Linked DNA regions of Rattus norvegicus: region 1 is linked to region 2. A link is a contact called in public Hi-C data. All regions are on one chromosome and are shown on one strand. Each heading gives the region's core, a stretch centred on a gene start, on an enhancer-like site or on the middle of the called end of the contact. The rest is flanking DNA. Distances are from core to core; before and after follow the strand shown.

Region 1 (2,882 bases), core at 124-2,623, 400 kb before region 2:
TTGTCTTTAAAAACAAAACAAACAGAAAGACAAGATTTCCCAACCCAACCTCAAAGGCAAGCTATCCCCCAAGGTTCCTAGCCAAAAAAAAAAAAAAAAAAAAAAAAAAAAAAAATTTGCTTAGCATTCAGAGATGGGAGGAGGGGACACATGCTGGGCTTTAGAATCAGGGTGGATCCAGTTGCCCACACAAGTGGTATAGAATCAGGCTTGTCAGGCATCTCCTTAGGCAGATGATGAACTTATAAAGCAAGTGGGAAGGTTTGGCAAGAAGAGGGAGATGATGTAATTATATTATAATCTCAAAAAACTGTAATAAAACTTTCTGGTTGGGGTCCCCTGGGCCACTAGGGGGAGCCAGGAGAATGATATGGAAGGGTACTTGGGGGGTCACCAGATCTGAGGAAGAGCTTAGGAATCACTACCACAGTGACTTCTGAGAAGCTCACATCCCTCTCTGAGGTGCTCTGGAATCATGTCGCTGTGTGCGGTACAGACAGAGGTGCTCACTGAGGATGCTGGCCCTTCCCGAGTCCGAGACCCACAGCCTCAGTTCTGGGCAGCCAGAGGCACTCATAGCTAAGCATGAAGGACACGGAGGCCGCCAGGGCAGGGCTATTCTCAGACTGTTGGAATGGAGGTGACAGGTCACATCATGGTGGTGTTCAGAGCAATGAGGGACTTGGCGCTTGAGAACATAGCCGTAACTAGACTGTCTCTGAAATTTAGGACTCCTCAGAGAGGTGCAGCAGCAAACCCTGAATGGGGAGGGGCTGTTGGACACAGTCATTCGAATAGAACATTTCACGTCTCCAGGGCATCAAGCAGCACAGCCTGGAGTTACCACATCCACATTACCCAAGAGAAAGGTCACAGACTCCGCCCATCTAGCGTCTGCCCTCACTCATTTTTTTTTCCTCTTGAAGGAAAGTGCTGACACCATTTCCCAAGCCTTAATTATACATAAAAGCTCTCTCTTTAGTCAGAGAAAAGCTGGATGTAAACTCAAACCCATATTGACATTATTGACCCACCACTGCCCCACACGAGCCTTGCATCTGCCTGCCAGTATGACAGAAACTGGTGGACAAAGGACACAAATGTCCCATGTCCTTGACAGACGTACAGCTTTCATTTCCACATCGGGAGAATTCTGTCCTAGCAGATCTGCGGGGAGGAAGAGAAACAGGCTCCTGATAAGAGCTTGGCGTGCAACTCCCCGGCATCTTTCAAGTGACAAGCAAGAGCTTCTGTGGCTCACCACTCTCTGCCTAGACAAATTCTAAATATGGATCTGCACATATGTACAGATTAGACTGAGCACACAGGAGCAAAACAAGCTGGCCATCCGTCCCTCCTGTCCCCTCCCTCCGTAGGAATCTGGCTGGGGATGGAGGTTTGAGTTCCGTACGGACATTCTTAGAACCCAGCTGAGCAGAGCACAGGAAATCAACATGCCTGCATCGGAACTGTGTTCTGCTCCATTACCCCACTTGTCAACCAAGGGTTATGTTCTTGTTGCCCCAGGTCCTATATTCAAAAGGGGGCCCACATATTCCACCATAGCATCCCCAGTGCATTAGCACTTAATGGCCATGAATCATGGAGCAACACTCTGTGTGTTTAACCAAGGTTATGGGGGTGGGGGTGTTGTTGTTTGTTTGTTTGTTTGTTTGTTCAGCACAGTGCTATTTTGGTCTTGAGCATACTTTTGGCCTTTGTGGTTTTATGGAAATTCAGTGTCCTTCAAGGGAGGGGAAAGAGTGATGTGCACCCAGAAGAAATCTGGTTTCTCAGCTCAGGCCCTTGGCTGCTTTGGAGAAACTGGGAGACAATATTCTGAGCTGCTCAGCAGCTGTTTCTGGCTTCTCTATGGTTTACCTGTCCTTCAGTTTCTGGTGACATTGCCATCTTAGTCCCATTTAGAGGTCTGCTATCCTCTGTGGGCTTCAATCTCAAAATATTCTGCGATGGAGTGCCTCCAACACTGCCCAGGAAACCCAGCTGAAAACTCAGAATGTATGCGAACAAGAGGGTCATTCGCTTGTTCAGCTAGACCTTCCATTCATGTCAGAGAGGGTTTAACTAAAATGACCAAACAAAGCCTCTTAATTAGAGCTGAAAACAATAAAGAGACAGACAGACAGACAGGATGGATAGATAGATAGATAGATAGATAGATAGATAGATAGATAGATAGATAGATAGATAGATAGAAGGGTGGGTGGGTGGATGGATGGATGGATGGATGGATGGATGGATGGATGGATGGATGGATAGGCAGTCAGGCAGGCAGACAGACAGACAGACAGATAGATAGACAACAGATTCAAGATTCAGAAACATTTCTCCTGGGTAAAACTAAAGCTGAAAAACAAATTGTTCTGTAATCTATGAATCCCAGAAATGAGCCACAGTGGTTGGAATCACCAGTGTCTCTCCATTTTGAAGGAGTTTGGGTGGCTGCGTCAGGGTGCATGACGCTAACTGCTGTGTCAATGAATGACTACCTGGACTGGAGGGTATAAAGATGGCCTCTTTGTCAGTCCAGGCCGGTTCTCGGACTGTGAGAAGCTTTCAGGGCCCTAACCTCCTTCCTTACCATGACTGCAACGTTCGCTGGGCTGCATGGTACTCAGCCTCAAATCACAGATCAGAGAGGAAGGCGGAGAATAGCTTCCTAGCCACTATGACAAAGGAGTGATGGACACCACCTCTGCTTTTGTGTTCATGGTAAAGGTCACCAGGTCTTAAGAGTAAGCCAATGATGCTGGGAAGTGACATCCCCAACAGACCAATCATTTCCCAGAGACGAATCTCAGCAAGGCCAGAGCAGGCTGGGTTTCCAAGGACAGTCGGTCGTCGCTGACGTGCAGTCATCC
Region 2 (2,967 bases), core at 136-2,635:
ATGGCCCGATTCTTTAGCCTATGAGCTCTAGGCTTAAAGGAGCATGTCTGAAATCTAAGATGTCCCGGCTTGAAGCAGCCTCGGGCCACTCTCATTGTATGGAGCTGTTGCAGCTTCTCACCTCAGAGGCACTGACAGTGGTGGTTACCCTGGAATGGCCCGCAGTGGATGGCTGGCCTGGCCCGGCCCTGAAGCATCTAACCGGAAAGTCTGCTTACACCACTAACAAACCCGCGGATCCTGGTGAGGCTGACCCTGAAGGTTCAGAGTCGTTCAGGACCTGCTGGGTCCCTGAGCCTTGGGACCAGGTTGCACAGAGTTGTTATCAGGTTGTCCTATGTGCAGTAGATGCTCAGAAACATCTCTGGCCTCTGTCATAGATGTCAGCAGTGCTCTGTCCCGTCACATCCAAAGCTACCTGCACAGGTCACCAAATGCACACTTGCCCCACTTAGGAACTGTTTCAGGGGAACCAGGGACTGTCCCGGTGTTGCCAACACTGTCTGATGGTTCCTGGGGGAACCTTGCCGCCTTTCTCTCTCTCTCCACACTTACCCTGTTACAGACCCTCTGACGCCACCATCCTTTCCTGACTTGGTTTACCCCCCCCCCCCGTATGGAAACAGCACTCTTTCATTCCTATCAAGAATTCTTCTCCCAAATTTACCTGGGCACCAGCATCCACGGACCCTCTCATTAGCCCCTAAATACAGCACGCTTAGTTCTACCCAAGACCCTGAAATCTGGCCCCTGAAATCTGAATAGTGGTGAAATGTCTCTAGAGGAAGCTCAGGGATTAAAGCACTTGGAGTTCCTGCAGGATGGGGTTCTGTTCCCAGCACCCACATCAGGAAGCTCATGCCCACTGGTATCTCCAGTTCCCAGGGATTCTAGACCTCTCCCTGATTCCCTGGGTGCCAACGTCCATGCGTACACACATAAGTAAAAAATAAAATTAGAAAGAGAGAAGGTCCCTAGCAATGTTCACACCTTGGAAAGTCCGCCTTACACCGCGCTGCTCGGCTGCTGACAGGAGGGAACTCTCTATGGATCCTGCTACAGCCACATCTTGGGTTCGGCCTGGAGGCTGGGAGCAGAGATGGCTTCTAAGAAGGGGAGTATCCACTTGCTCCAAGTGAGTGGTCAGACTCTAAAGCCAGCCAGCTCCTACCACACGTCAGGCCTCCAGCAAATGACAGGGCAGGCAGGAACAAGCATAGCTTCAGGGAAACCAAACTGAGCATGGGGTGCTGATGGTTTCCGGGAATTCCTCTGCTCTTCTTGACCTCAAGAAACCTCTTTGTCACCACATCTACTCTAAGTCTGATGTCACCACCACAGTGACTTCATCGTTACCCTTTCACCTCCTGCTACCATTCATGAACTCATTCTGTCCGCACACAACAGTTCATCCCCCTGTTTCATCCCATTAGTTTGCCCTTCCCCCCTGCTACTCTACGGGCTATCCTTTGGAATCAGAACTAGTTTAAGTGGGAGTCAAATTTATCCATGGAGAGGCCCCACGGTAGCACTTACCCAAAGAGGAGCTGAACCTTTCCCATGAGGAGTCCTTTGTCCTTTCAAAAAGCCCTTCTGGAAGTGTGTAATCGGCACATGTGAACAAAGTCAGATCACAGACTGACAGTGGATCACAGACTCTGGGGTAGGGCTGGGGAGCCCAGTGTCTGTTGCAACCTGTGCCTGGTGATCCCAGTACATGTACAGAGAAGCAGTGTGCTGGCAGATGTGTCCAGCTTCTTGACAATGGAACAAAGTGACCTCATCCGCAAGGTTCACACGCTACAACCATGCAAATGAGCTATCAAAAATATTGAGCTGGGAGATGGCTTATTTGGCAAAGTGCTTGCCATACAGTGATGCAGACTGGAGTTCAGAACCCTCATAAAAAGGCTGAGAGAAAAAGTCTATATCAGTGATCCTAACAGGGAGACAGAGATAAGCAAAGACCTAGAGCTCACAGGCTGGCCAGTCTAGCTGAATCACTGAACTTCCCGGTCAGTTAGAGATCCTGGAGATCCTGTCCCCCACAAAATTATGTGGAGAACAATTGAAACTGACATCAGACATTGTCCTCTAGCTTCCACATGAAAGCACATACATGCATGTGCACAGGGTCACATGCATATACCATGCATGCACACATATATATACACATACCTCACAATGTTTTAAATAAATTCAAATTTTTTTATGTTATATCACATTCATAGCTATTCTCAATAGCACGTTGCCATGCATAGCCTGAAAGTCATGGGTTGGACATGCCTGTGAGTATGGCCAGCATTTAAATTAGATTTCCTCTCTCTTCTGCACAGTAAACAGCATGTCTTCTTAAAGCCTGTCTGTGAAGGCAAAGCTTCTCACTGCTGATGCCTCCTGACAGCTAGAGAGATTCAAATCATTTGAATAGTTCTGCAGGTCACAGACTTCCTTAGGAAACATAATATAAATTTCCAAACACTTGCAAATTCGGGAGCATACATTGTCCTTTTGATTTACACCCATAATGACACTCGTGCCTAAATTATTTATGTAATATGATAATGCTCCGTCCGTTGTAGACTCTCTGAGGTGAGCCAACAGATAACCACTTTCCTACCTGAAAACAAAATGTGTCAGGCTAGAATAATGTGATATTTTTGTAAGACTGAAAGGACGGGGTGATTTGCAAATGTCGTGTTTTCAGGGCATGAGTAAAATTCTCATTATTCACAACCTGGGATCCAAGAGGCTGTTGTAAAGGCAAACGAGGTGAAACGTTACAGCCAAACATGCCAAGCACATCAGCCTTGTCCGCTGCTCTCTGGGTATGATTGCCCACACACGCTGATTGTTTTAGGTTTGACATTAACGACCTCATGGAATTACCTCTTCGCCTCAGCTGCAGAAACCTGTCAGAGATCGCTTCTGAATCAGCTGTGCGGCAAACAAACACAGTACACACAA

The links. Hi-C and Micro-C count contacts between places; a contact is called where the count stands out from the background.
Region 1: a Hi-C map of Schwann cells shows a contact between it and region 2, with 2.7 times the contacts expected there. The contact joins two enhancer-like sites. A contact is called at or near these places in 1 of 12 Hi-C or Micro-C datasets (Schwann cells) and 1 of 1 datasets of contacts at active chromatin or transcription factors (oligodendrocytes).

Annotation. Positions count from the first base shown.
Region 1 is chr1:53,495,707-53,498,588 of GRCr8, reverse strand. It overlaps LOC102549608 (a long non-coding RNA gene), which reads left to right. Exons shown (of 4, transcript XR_005497996.2): 3 at 2,740-2,882. Among named protein-coding and RNA genes, the nearest start is that of Pabpc6, 96 kb to the left of the region's middle. Within about 2 kb of position 1,373, at least 30 of the 93 cell types and tissues checked have an H3K27ac peak or open chromatin away from gene starts, as enhancers often do. A contact at or near this core is called in Schwann cells, where this site is marked.
Region 2 is chr1:53,096,944-53,099,910 of GRCr8, reverse strand. No RefSeq gene overlaps it. Among named protein-coding and RNA genes, the nearest start is that of Qki, 160 kb to the right of the region's middle. Within about 2 kb of position 1,385, at least 2 of the 93 cell types and tissues checked have an H3K27ac peak or open chromatin away from gene starts, as enhancers often do. A contact at or near this core is called in Schwann cells, where this site is marked.